Linked DNA regions of Mus musculus: all the other regions are linked to region 1. The links are chromatin contacts, called in public Hi-C and HiChIP or PLAC-seq maps. All regions are on one chromosome and are shown on one strand. The core of a region is the stretch at or near the end of the contact, and the rest is flanking DNA. Distances in the headings are between cores, read along the strand shown.

Region 1 (2,700 bases), core at 36-2,535:
GCCTGGCTGTTCTGAAACTTACTCTGTAGACTGGTCTGGCCTTGAACTCAGAGATCCGCCTACCTCTACTTCCCAAGTGCTAGGATTAAAGTCCTTACCACCAAGACAGGACTTATCTGAAATTATGTGTGGCTCAGCCCGCATGGATATTTAGAGCATACGTATATTGTGCTGGTGTCAGCTTAGAAACCTATGCATTGAAATACACACAATAATAGCACACAGGCGACACTTGTATATGGGAGGGAGAAAAGGATACATTTAACAGTGCTAGTCCTTATCCAGGCTCACTCTGTTGTCTTGCTAACATAGCTTCAAATGAAGGCCAGGATTCTTCCTACTGACCAGTGAGTCCTTTAGGGCTTGTAAGAGAAAAACTGAAATGTAAAGAAGTTATTGGGCCTTTCGAATGGAGAGGGGCTTCTGAGAGGCCTCCCGGGGTGAAAAGACATTGTTGGAACCAGAACTGTGAACTTGCTGCATTCCCACAGCTGTGGACAAAACAGGAACTAGGAACCCCAATGCGACCCCCACTACCACCCCCGCAGAGCGCATTTTCTGGGAAGGTCGAATCAGTCTCCCTGGGACCCACCACATGCTGCGGGCGTGAAGAGTTTGTAGGAGAAGAAGGAAAATCAAAAGAAAACACGATGAGTTTGCCAATGTCTGGGATACCCAGAGTTGGCTTTGCCGGTAATGGCCTCAAATTAAATTCCTCTCCGTCTTGCTCCTCTGCCACTCTGCCCAGGCTCACTTTAGAAACCAAGAGGCAGAGAACAAAGCAGGCAAGTTTGTTTTTCCAGAACAAATGGGGCAGTTTGGGGTCCTGGTGGAAGCAGCGCTGACAGCTGGCTCCGTGTTGGGACACTAAGGGTTTTAACACGGTTCATTCAAGACTGTTTAGTCTGGGGGCGGAGGATTCATTTATCAGCGCCAGTGTCATCGAGGCAGTTCTGATTCCCAATGATTTGTCATCTGTATGTGCCTGCCACAAACGAAATAGAACTGAGCAGTTACTGCAGGGTCACTTAAAAGCCAGTCCCCTTTCATTTATGCTCCTTAATGGAATTAGCAGTGAGGGACGGGGCAGGGGTGGGGGAGGGGGGAGGTGATGATGGGGGACCGGACTGACGGACACCTAGCTACTGCTAGGGTGCTTTGTAAATAACAACTGGCTCAGCATCGCCAACTGCTTCCCGCTGGCTCTTGCAGAACTGGCAGTGCATCGAGGACACATCCGGCAAGCTCCGAATCCACAAGTGTAAGGGACCCAGCGACCTGCTCACGGTCCGTCAGAATGCACGCAACCTCTACTCTCGCGGATTGCATGACAAAGACAAAGAGTGCCATTGTAGGGACTCTGGCTATCGCTCGAGCAGAAGCCAGAGAAAGAATCAAAGGCAGTTCCTGAGGAACAAGGGAACACCAAGTAAGCTCAACCTTGTGACCCCCCCCAGCCCCCCCCCACACCCCACACACATACAGCGGCAGGAGGATCCCTTTTCAAGACAACCTCCCCCGTGATTCACACACAAATGAGATGTTCTCGGTGCCTAGATTTCAGGATAAAAGCAAAAATCATTGCTCAGTTTAAAGTAAGATAGCAAAGATCAGCTAGAAATTTTACTTTGCGAGCATTTTCACTTAGTATAGAATAAAAATCCACTTAGTAACTTCCTAGGGACCAGGGCATCCACACACGCAGCGGGTGTCCCTCGGGACCAGTGGGGGAGGGTTAGAGCCATCTGACTTTACCTTCATGGTAATGCTCTAATATGCCTGCCTTAACTTGATTTAAAAGTTAAATTTTAGGTATCAATCAGTTCATGTGTGTTTAACCTTAGAGGAAAGACATGAGCAGTTTTTAAACGCATATTTTTCATGTTTTAGACTGTATCTTTAAATGTTGTCAGACGCTTGTATCTTGTTGAGTGGCAGTATCAAATTAGTTGAACTCAGTACAGCATATCCTTACTGCCTACAGGTTTTTTGTTTCTTTTTTTTTTTTTTAGTAAAAACTCTCAGGTAACTGATTGATACAGACTACAGAAAACAGGAGGAACATCTACTGAAGAATGATAGTCTACTGCCACCTCGTGGCATATTAGAGAAGTGGCTCAAATCTGTGCACATTCTATGTCTGGAAACAAATAAGTTCTGTTTAATTGGACACAAAACACTTAAGAGACTCAGAGTTCCTTAAAGCGACATTTTTGTGCTGAACAGAATAGACTAGAGGGCCATGAATTCCTTATCTAGGTGGACTGGTCTTCACTGGTTCTTAAAGTGGTTTATAGCCAGTACACAGAGTTACGGGATTGTCTTTCCTCCTGGAAGGAAATTTCACACTTAAACCTCATAAGAAAAATCACAGCTAGAATTAATAAGGTTACAAGGCCCCCTGATACAAGCATCCCACTTAGCAGCAGGAACACTGTCCCCTGCCAGAAAGTTTTCAAACTGCATCCTACAACAGGAGCAGGTTTCCTCTTTTCCTGAGGTGATAGTGGTGCAAGTCGTCGTCTGTCATGGCAGCCACTACTGCACCTGGAAAGTAAGGGGTCCTATAGGGACCAAGCTCCCCTGTAGGAAGGCTGACAGTTGCGATTCCCTCGTCTCTGTGACTCTTCTTCGTGACTTAGGAAGCTGAAGACAAGATTCCAGAGAAGTGTGCTTGGCAAAGCCCAAGCATGAAAGCCG
Region 2 (2,700 bases), core at 115-2,614, 780 kb before region 1:
CCTTTTATCACAAAAGAGCCATCTCTGGATATACATTGCAAAAGTATCTAGATAACGTATACCTGAGTATGAAAAAGAGGAAAGAAACACCTTGTCTATCTAGTGAGATATTAGCAAATATATGTCAATCAATTGCAAATAAATAAATAAATAAACAAACAAACAAAACCAAAACCCTACCACCAACAACAAGTTATCCCTATTTTGCTGCATTGCTATTTTCTGTGGTGTAAATACTCTCATTGGTTTAAAATTGTCAAATGCAGCAAAAGCATGATTTGTGCAGGGAAAGCTAGCATATAATTGGCACTTTCCAGACTATTTCAGTTGAATTTGGTGTAGTCCAGCCTTTATTCCAGTTCCTGGCATAGGGTACTCTAGTATTCAATCAATGAAGGAGGGTAGGTAGATCAGTGAGAGCCTTTTCCCAGTTCTGCTGAAGCCACTGAGTCTCATTGGTATGGAAGCATGGCAGCCATCTATGCAGTTGTACATTTTGGTTTATATTCTTGTCTGGTCATCAAATTGTTGACATCAAAGTTGACATCAAATTGTGTAAACATTGGTCACATAATGAAAGACAGCCATGATCTTATAAATAAGTATAATTTAAGTATTTCAACTCATCCTCAAATAATTTGGCACATATTAATTAGTAGGAGGATGGGATACAGTTTCAAAGGAGAGAGGATCCATATGCTAACATGTTCCAGTGTTAGAACTTGTCTCTGACAAGTTGGAGAGGCTGCCATTCATACACAGGATACTATTTCCCCCTTTGTGGTTTTTATTAAGGACACAAATTTGTTATGAAACTCACTATGTAATAAAGCCCTAGTCCATTCGTTTAGTGCTACAAATCGCCTATGTATAAAGCACTTACTTTAATTTTTCCTTAATAAATATTAAGAAAAAATTAAGTCTTCCTTTTGAAAGTGTTCCCCTAATTATAAGGATGGTTATTTAAGTATGTTGATAATAAACTCTTATTTTCTGAAGCTGTCCTATACCCTTACTTGAAAATAAAAGTTAGACATTATTTTTTTTCCCCCTTCTTGGAGTAAAGCTGATTTTTTGAGGGAATTTCAAAACACCTCTTTGGCTACAAAGCTTTTGTTAACTTCTCTGCAATTAGATAATAGAAATCCCAACTATTCTTCCTTTCCCTTCTGGGCTCTTCACTTTTTAAATGCTCCCTGTAGGTGTTCATGTTCACTGGTATTTTCTTTCAACAATTCCTGTAAGTTATCCTTTCTTTGTGCCTAAGTAAGAGTTTGCAAAACTTTACCCCCTTATTCTCCCATTAAATACCGACAAGGAACAGTGGTGTGATGCATGCTAATAGGCAGGACCTCCCTGTGGGAATCTGTGCTAGAAGACTGGTTCACATTGAAGGCAGACAGTGCTGTTGACACTGGCTGTCAAAAAGGCTTCAGGTCTTTGAAAGGAAATCTTAATCTTCTTTATTCATGTGTGAACAGGTCCAGGCCCCCATCCCAGGACTCTTATGCATTGACTGTTTAAACTGCAGGTTGCTAGGCTTTGGGGGAGAGTCTGTTTGCCTGTGTCTAGTCCTCTGCAAATGGATGGGGACTGAAAATTAAAATCTGTCTGACACAGACCGGAGCTTTTCTGTCTCTGTTTGAAGAGACATGGCAACCTAGGAAGGAATGAAAAGGAATTTTATTGAACGCAAAACCACTCAATGTTTAAATGTTGGATGCAGGGACTGAATGGTAATTTGGGGTAATGGTGGATTGTTTATAGACAGTGGGATGGCTGTCAATCAAATCACAAAAGCAAAATTTGTGTCAGAGGAAGAAAAGTGCCTTTCTAAGTGACTGAAAGCTTGCTTCCTGTTAACATGCTCAACTCCACAAATGAAAGTTTTGTTTGTTTGTTTTCCAGAAGTTTGCAAGTACAAAACTTTCATAATAACAGAGACACCTTACTTACTTAGGTGGTACAATTTCAAGCTAAGTTACATCCAAACCTCATTTTATATGATTGCCTCTTGCATCACACCCCTGTGGCAGTGTTGCCTTTGTTTCCATGCTTTTTTATAACCAGGAAACCAAAAACATGAAGATTTAATCATCAACTGAAAAACATCAAAGGTGTATGACACAAAAGGCAATGTTTTTTAAATGCAACACAAAACCTCAAGATTTTATTTTGAGGACAATCTCTTTCAAAGAATCTGAATTATTTCAAGTTACTCTTTCAGATGAAGCGTTTCCATCACTGATAGTGTTCATACAAAATGGAAGAACATAAGCAGTGAGAAAATTGCGTTTCAAAATAAATCTCTACTCTTTTCCTAGATAAAACTTAAAGCATGAAGTAATAATATGTAATAATATGATAAATATACATGAATGCATACATGTAGTGAATGGTCTCTTCTGCTCCCTCATTTAGAATAAAAAAGTAAATTATGTTTTGAAAAATCATCAAACAGCTCTATATTCCAAAAGGTCTTTTAGTTTTCGAAGTATTTCTTAGATCTCTGTCTGCAGCAAGCGATTTTCTGTAAGTAGAGATGGTAGAAATCTTGCCCAGGAGAGATGTATATTGCTGGAGCTGGCTGGGGAGTTACTGCATATTTATTCTCTTTGTACAATTAAGTCTAGCTCCCTTTTGGATTCACACCCTGAGCTGTCAAAGACTATAAGGATGTGAGTTCTGCCCTTTATGGGG
Region 3 (2,700 bases), core at 111-2,610, 840 kb before region 1:
CCTGCTCTGAGAACAAAAACACACTGTTCACAAGTTACAGTAAAGTTGCCAAGGGCAACATTGCAGTTTACAAAACAAATTCCTTTATCTACATCTTGCCCACATCCCAAAAAGGAAGTAAGGAACAGCAGACCATTGCCCTTTGCAAATACTCTTCTATGGTTAAGCTAACGTTCATTGAGTTTTATACGCATAGATGACCTCTGTATCTACAGATTCTAGGTGCATGGTTTCAATCAGTGCCCATCAAAACTGCTTGGAAGACAGTTGTACCTATCATGGTGATCCTTCCACCTTGTTGTTAGCTTCTAGGCAATACTGTATGGGCATCTGTTTATATTTACATATACTGGTAATAATTAATACTCTACAAATATTTAAAGAATATGGGACAATTATAGTTATTATATGCAAATTAGACACCATTTTATTTAAGAACCTAAGCCCCTTTAATTGTGGCACTCCAGAGTCATGCAGAGAGTCCTGCCACCCATCTTTCTGGTGACAAATGGATGGGTCCATTTATCTGTTAATACTTATACCAAACTTCCGTAACAATGTGAACATGGTTACATTTATTTTGTAGATGAGAATGGGTGTAGAGTCACTGAAGAAAATCTAACAGCTATGCTTTAACAATGGCTTAGATGTACCTCTGTTTCACATAGATTTCATAATCCAAATGATCAAAAGAAAGACAATCCACAGTTGGAAGAGTCTGAAGAAAGTGCCTCTTGGACTTGGCATCAGTATTTACTTTATTGAGAATATCTTATCAATTTCTGATACTCTGGCTTTTCTATGCCATGTTCTGAGCTCATTCACTAGTTCTGGCAGGAAGTCTCCCCCAGTGCTGCATTTGTTAGAAAATGTACGAGCCACTTGTGACAAAACTGAGTAGGCGAGGGATCTTGTACTCACCTTTGTGCTGAGACAAACTTATGAAGGTTTGTTATGTTCTCCACAGTGATAAAAACTCTTTCCTAAGAAAACAAGAGCTTCGAAGGCCGTTCATCTTCATGGGTAACCTCAGAAACAACTGCCTTATCTGATGAGCCAGACCCAGCTGCGCTATGCTTCAGCTGGAATCGATGCTCTGGCCACTCTATAATAATTAATTGAACACAATATCTGAGGCCTCAAACCCCCTGAACCTTCAATTCCCTTTATTACCCCAGTTTTATTGCTGCTAGAACAACTATGTCTATGTGCACTCCCACCCCCGACTGGGAGTGCTCTCACATAATTTAGCTCTCTCTCTTCCCAGAACTTCAAGTGCTGAAAACCAAAATGATCTTGTCTGGGACATGTGAATATATATGGCTCATGAGAAATCAACTGAGCTGGGAATAGCCACTCAGGCCATAACTTTAAATCCACTGTGGGCTAAGAAAAGCAAGGCTCCTTGGGGGAGTGAAGCTGCCTATGCTAAGAGAGCCAAAATTTTCCCCCAATTTCTGACTGTTATCCCAGAGAGTCCACTCTGTTCTCCTGTATTATGTTGTTGTGAGGAATGTGTGACAGTTCAGTTCAGTGCATCTCTGTGTCCTTGGGGTATTCTTGTTTCTCTGATGATTTCTTGGCTTTTCCAAGAAGTCAGATGTATATAATATCCAGAGCAGAATTCCATGGGAAATCTCTTCATGACCAGACTTGTGGGAAAGGTCAAGGCCAGATGGTATTAAAGAAATGATAATTCTTCTCACATGCCCTTTAAACAAGGCCAGATGCCGAGAAGCCCCCATGGAATAAGATTGTGTCTGGTCCTCTAAAATCTGGCTCATTGGAAATTCAGGTGTGTGTGTTATTGTGAGCATGTGTGTGTGTGTGTGTGTGTGTGTGTGTGTGTGTGTGTGTGTGAGTGATTTTGTCCATTGGTAAGCAAAATCCTTTGACACAGGAGTTCTTCTCTTAGGTATTGCCCACCACCAGCTAGTGAAAGTTTACACAATCTCTCTATGTGTGTGGGTTCTGCATGCTTAGATTCAACCAAAAGCAGCACATTGATAAATCTGAAGAAAGAAAAAAAATGCATCTGTAGTGTTATATTTTTATTGTTGTCATCATTCTCTAAGCGGTGCATTGTACCTATTAATATGGGGTTTGCATTGCATTGGGTATTAAATAACCCACAAGTACTTTTAAGAAATACACAGGGGGAGGTTCTCTGGCCAAATGCAAATGCTGTGCTACTCTGCATAAAAGACTTGCACACTCTCATATTCTAACATGCATTACTATAAAGGATATAAGAAAAGCACAGTGCCTCATGCCTGTAACTCCAGTACTTAAAAGCAAGGTAGCAAGACCCTAAGAGTTTGAAGCCAGCCTAACCTGTAATGTGAGACCCTATCTCAGAAAATAATTTTTAAAAACCCTAAAAATAGAACTTGCTAAGAGTCCCTAAACTAAAAACAAAATCAAGAAACGATGGAAATATATCAGAAATCAGAGCCAGCCAAAGGAGATTACACAGAGGGTAAGGCAGGCAGAGTTCCTAATGCAAGGCTTCTCTGCCATCTGCACGTGGAACTGGTGTTTATTATCTTCCTGGTACATCATGATTTGATCAGCTGGCAAACTCTACTGAGTTGATTATCAGAGTGGGGGGTTTTCCTACATAGGCAGACTGAAAACTGGCCTTGTGATTGAGTTCACTCTCTAATCATTGTTGGCATTTCCAGTGGGTGTCCCTCATCT
Region 4 (2,700 bases), core at 113-2,612, 810 kb before region 1:
CTTCTCTCTTGCTATTATTGTTAGATTTGTTCCTTTCATCATAGCCCAGATTTCCTGGATGTTTGTGATAGAAGTTTTCAAGATTTAACATTTTTTGGCTGATGTATCTATTTTTTCTCTCATGTCTTCAATGCCTAACATTCTCTATCTACTGTACTCTGCTGGTGAAGTTTGCCTCTGAAGTCACTGTTTGAGTTCTTAAACTTTTCATTTTTAGATTTCCCTCAGTTTTGATTTTCTTTATTGATCTCATTTCCATTTTTCAGGCTTAAACTGTTTCCTTCATTTTCTCCTGTAAGTTGTTTGTGTTTTTATTCATTTCTTTAAAAGATGTATTAATTTCTTTTTAAGGACACCGATCATATTTATAAAGGCTATTATCAGGACTTTTTCTTGTACTTTAGCCATAGTGGCATATTCAGGGCCTGCTGTGGTGGGATTGCTAGACTCTAGTGGAGACATATTATCTTGGCTGTTACTAAATGTGATTTAAAGGTTTTTAAGGTGATTTCCTAGGCATTTGAGTTTGAGAAGATTATAATTCTTGATGCTGATATCTAGTCTTGTCTTTGTTGGCTGGATATCTTGTTTGATTCATTTGCTCTCTCTGGTAATTAGGAGAATATGGTGACTGTGTGTTGCCTAGTAGGAAACTCTTTTGGGATTCTGATAGATGTGGCCACTGGAGGTTCCAAGAAAAATATATTCTAGATATTTGGAACTGACACTTAGGAACGGGGATGGACTAGGATGAGGGGCTGGGGGGGGGGCGTCCAATAAAGAATGAAAGCAGGGTGTTTCATCAGGACCTGCTTAGTCCCTTGGGAATGGGTGAGAGAATGAGGAGAGGCCACAGCATGTGTATAGTAATGATATTTTAAATAAATCCTGATGCAGGGTTACAACTGTCTCAACGGTTTATGTTTTCGATTGAAAGACACATACACAGCCTTTATATTTTGATATGCCTTAAAAGCACCACAATAGCTGGGCAACTGCCTAATGTCCATGCTGTTAAAATCTACCTCTCACCAGTAACTCCAAGTTACTACTTACCAATGTATATTTTCTATCTTGGCTTCTCTTGACCCAATTGAGCAACTGTCTGTGTAGCATTCCCTTTACATAGTAGCTTTGCTTCTCCCTCCTAAACTTTATTCTCCTCCCATAGCTGCCTCTATGTCTTTATCCTTCCCCTTGCTATGGTCCCAAACCCTGGAACCCTAAACCTATGTCTCTCCTCTTCAGCTATTAGCAGCTGGCATCTTTATTTACCAATCAGAATTAATTGGGACAGGTTCCCAGAAGCTACATTCAGACTTTCTCTTGCAAACAGTTTTAGAGGACCCAATTAGCATTAGAATACAAACAGCTACACAGGTGGTCTGCTACTGAGCTGGGAATGAGGCTAAGCCATTAGATGGAGAAATGGAGAGGAAGGTGAATATCTGCATTCCTCTACTTGATTTCCTAGTCTGAATGGCTTGTGGGTTTCTTCCTAGGGAGTCCCTGCTGGATCTGGGGGCTGGGATAGAGCAGTGAGTTCTGGGAAGGAAAGTTTGTAAGGGAAGATCTATGTGAGATACTGGAGGTGGGAGAAGGGACACAGGGGAGGTCTGCCACAGATGTGAGCATAAGACTGAGAGACTGGATTTGGAGGAAAGAAGGAACAAATGAAGATCTGCTGGGATGCTTTAATAATTATATATTAAACCATATTCTGAATTACCCTGTTATGAAGGTATGCAAATATATTGGCTTAATAAGGTAGAAATGTAATACTAAAAGTTATGAATATGACAACCTAAGAAAAAATTAATAACCAAATATGCTTATGTCAAAATAAAATTTTATCTCCCTAATTCAAACTAGTCATTTTTTAATTTTAAGCCTCATACAACATATATGATAAGGAGGAGACACCAGAAACAGGCTCAAACACTTTGCAGATATGAAGATCTTTTCAGAAGAGGGCTCTTTTAAAGTTGCAATGTTTCAAATAACTGGACACAATCCAGGAAACCTTTTAAACTAATCTACAAGCTCATAAAAAGATTTTTGCAGTAAACACATGTTCAGAAATTATACAGCTGATTAGCAAGCAGGTAAAGTACTTCCATATAGACTTTTATCTCCAGAGGGAATAAAGATGTAGTTCAAAGTCTAGAGAATTTTGTCAAAATCCAAAGAATACACACAATGTCTTGATTTCAAAATGTCCTGCTGCATGAAAACTGTTCCTGATACTTTATCTGCTGAAAGAGAACACCACACAATGCTTTAGTTATTTGTTTTGCCTCCATGACAGAGAGCATAAACACATTTAATTTGCCCATTAGAGACAATGCTTTGCTGGGAATGAAACAGACTGACTCTGAAGAGCCATTTCTGTTCATAACAGGATACCAGATGCCATGCACCAAATCCCAGCTCTCTCCTATGTATCACTATCGCTAGCCGAAGGAGAAAAAGTTGTTAGTCTCCTTTTGTTTGAAAAGAGACTAAGAATATTCTCAAATTCAGATGCCTAAATATGACCATAGAATATACATATTCACTTATTAAACAATGTTTTTGGCAACTCAAATAGAAAAATAACTTTGGTTATGGAATTTATCTTGTCTATTTCACCATTATTCAAGGTTACTATTGACACTTAGTTTTTGCTAATACAAAACTCACTGAGGACCATACTGTGGA

The links. Hi-C and Micro-C count contacts between places; a contact is called where the count stands out from the background. HiChIP or PLAC-seq counts read pairs in DNA pulled down with a chosen protein or histone mark.
Region 2: a contact with region 1 is called in an H3K4me3 HiChIP or PLAC-seq map of craniofacial prominence, with 6 times the contacts expected there. The contact joins two enhancer-like sites. A contact is called at or near these places in 2 of 115 datasets of contacts at active chromatin or transcription factors (craniofacial prominence and embryonic stem cells) and 1 of 9 other capture datasets (embryonic stem cells).
Region 3: a contact with region 1 is called in a Hi-C map of uterus, with 4 times the contacts expected there. The contact joins two enhancer-like sites. A contact is called at or near these places in 8 of 484 Hi-C or Micro-C datasets (cerebral cortex, cortical neurons, tail fibroblasts and 2 more) and 1 of 9 other capture datasets (embryonic stem cells).
Region 4: a contact with region 1 is called in an H3K27ac HiChIP or PLAC-seq map of embryonic stem cells, with 10 times the contacts expected there. The contact joins two enhancer-like sites. A contact is called at or near these places in 6 of 484 Hi-C or Micro-C datasets (cerebral cortex, cortical neurons, embryonic stem cells and 1 more), 1 of 115 datasets of contacts at active chromatin or transcription factors (embryonic stem cells) and 1 of 9 other capture datasets (embryonic stem cells).

What each region holds. Positions count from the first base shown.
Region 1 is chr1:12,834,901-12,837,600 of GRCm38.p6, forward strand. Sulf1 (sulfatase 1) reads left to right here. Exons shown (of 22, transcript NM_001198565.1): 13 at 1,213-1,429. Among named protein-coding and RNA genes, the nearest start is that of Sulf1, 140 kb to the left of the region's middle. Within about 2 kb of position 1,286, at least 78 of the 459 cell types and tissues checked have an H3K27ac peak or open chromatin away from gene starts, as enhancers often do. A contact at or near this core is called in craniofacial prominence, embryonic stem cells and uterus, where this site is marked.
Region 2 is chr1:12,054,612-12,057,311 of GRCm38.p6, forward strand. All of the region lies in intron 1 of Gm30974 (a long non-coding RNA gene), which reads right to left. Among named protein-coding and RNA genes, the nearest start is that of Gm30974, 5.1 kb to the right of the region's middle. Within about 2 kb of position 1,365, at least 18 of the 459 cell types and tissues checked have an H3K27ac peak or open chromatin away from gene starts, as enhancers often do. A contact at or near this core is called in craniofacial prominence, where this site is marked.
Region 3 is chr1:11,995,226-11,997,925 of GRCm38.p6, forward strand. No RefSeq gene overlaps it. Among named protein-coding and RNA genes, the nearest start is that of Gm30898, 18 kb to the left of the region's middle. Within about 2 kb of position 1,361, at least 10 of the 459 cell types and tissues checked have an H3K27ac peak or open chromatin away from gene starts, as enhancers often do. A contact at or near this core is called in uterus, where this site is marked.
Region 4 is chr1:12,024,634-12,027,333 of GRCm38.p6, forward strand. No RefSeq gene overlaps it. Among named protein-coding and RNA genes, the nearest start is that of Gm30974, 35 kb to the right of the region's middle. Within about 2 kb of position 1,363, at least 5 of the 459 cell types and tissues checked have an H3K27ac peak or open chromatin away from gene starts, as enhancers often do. A contact at or near this core is called in embryonic stem cells, where this site is marked.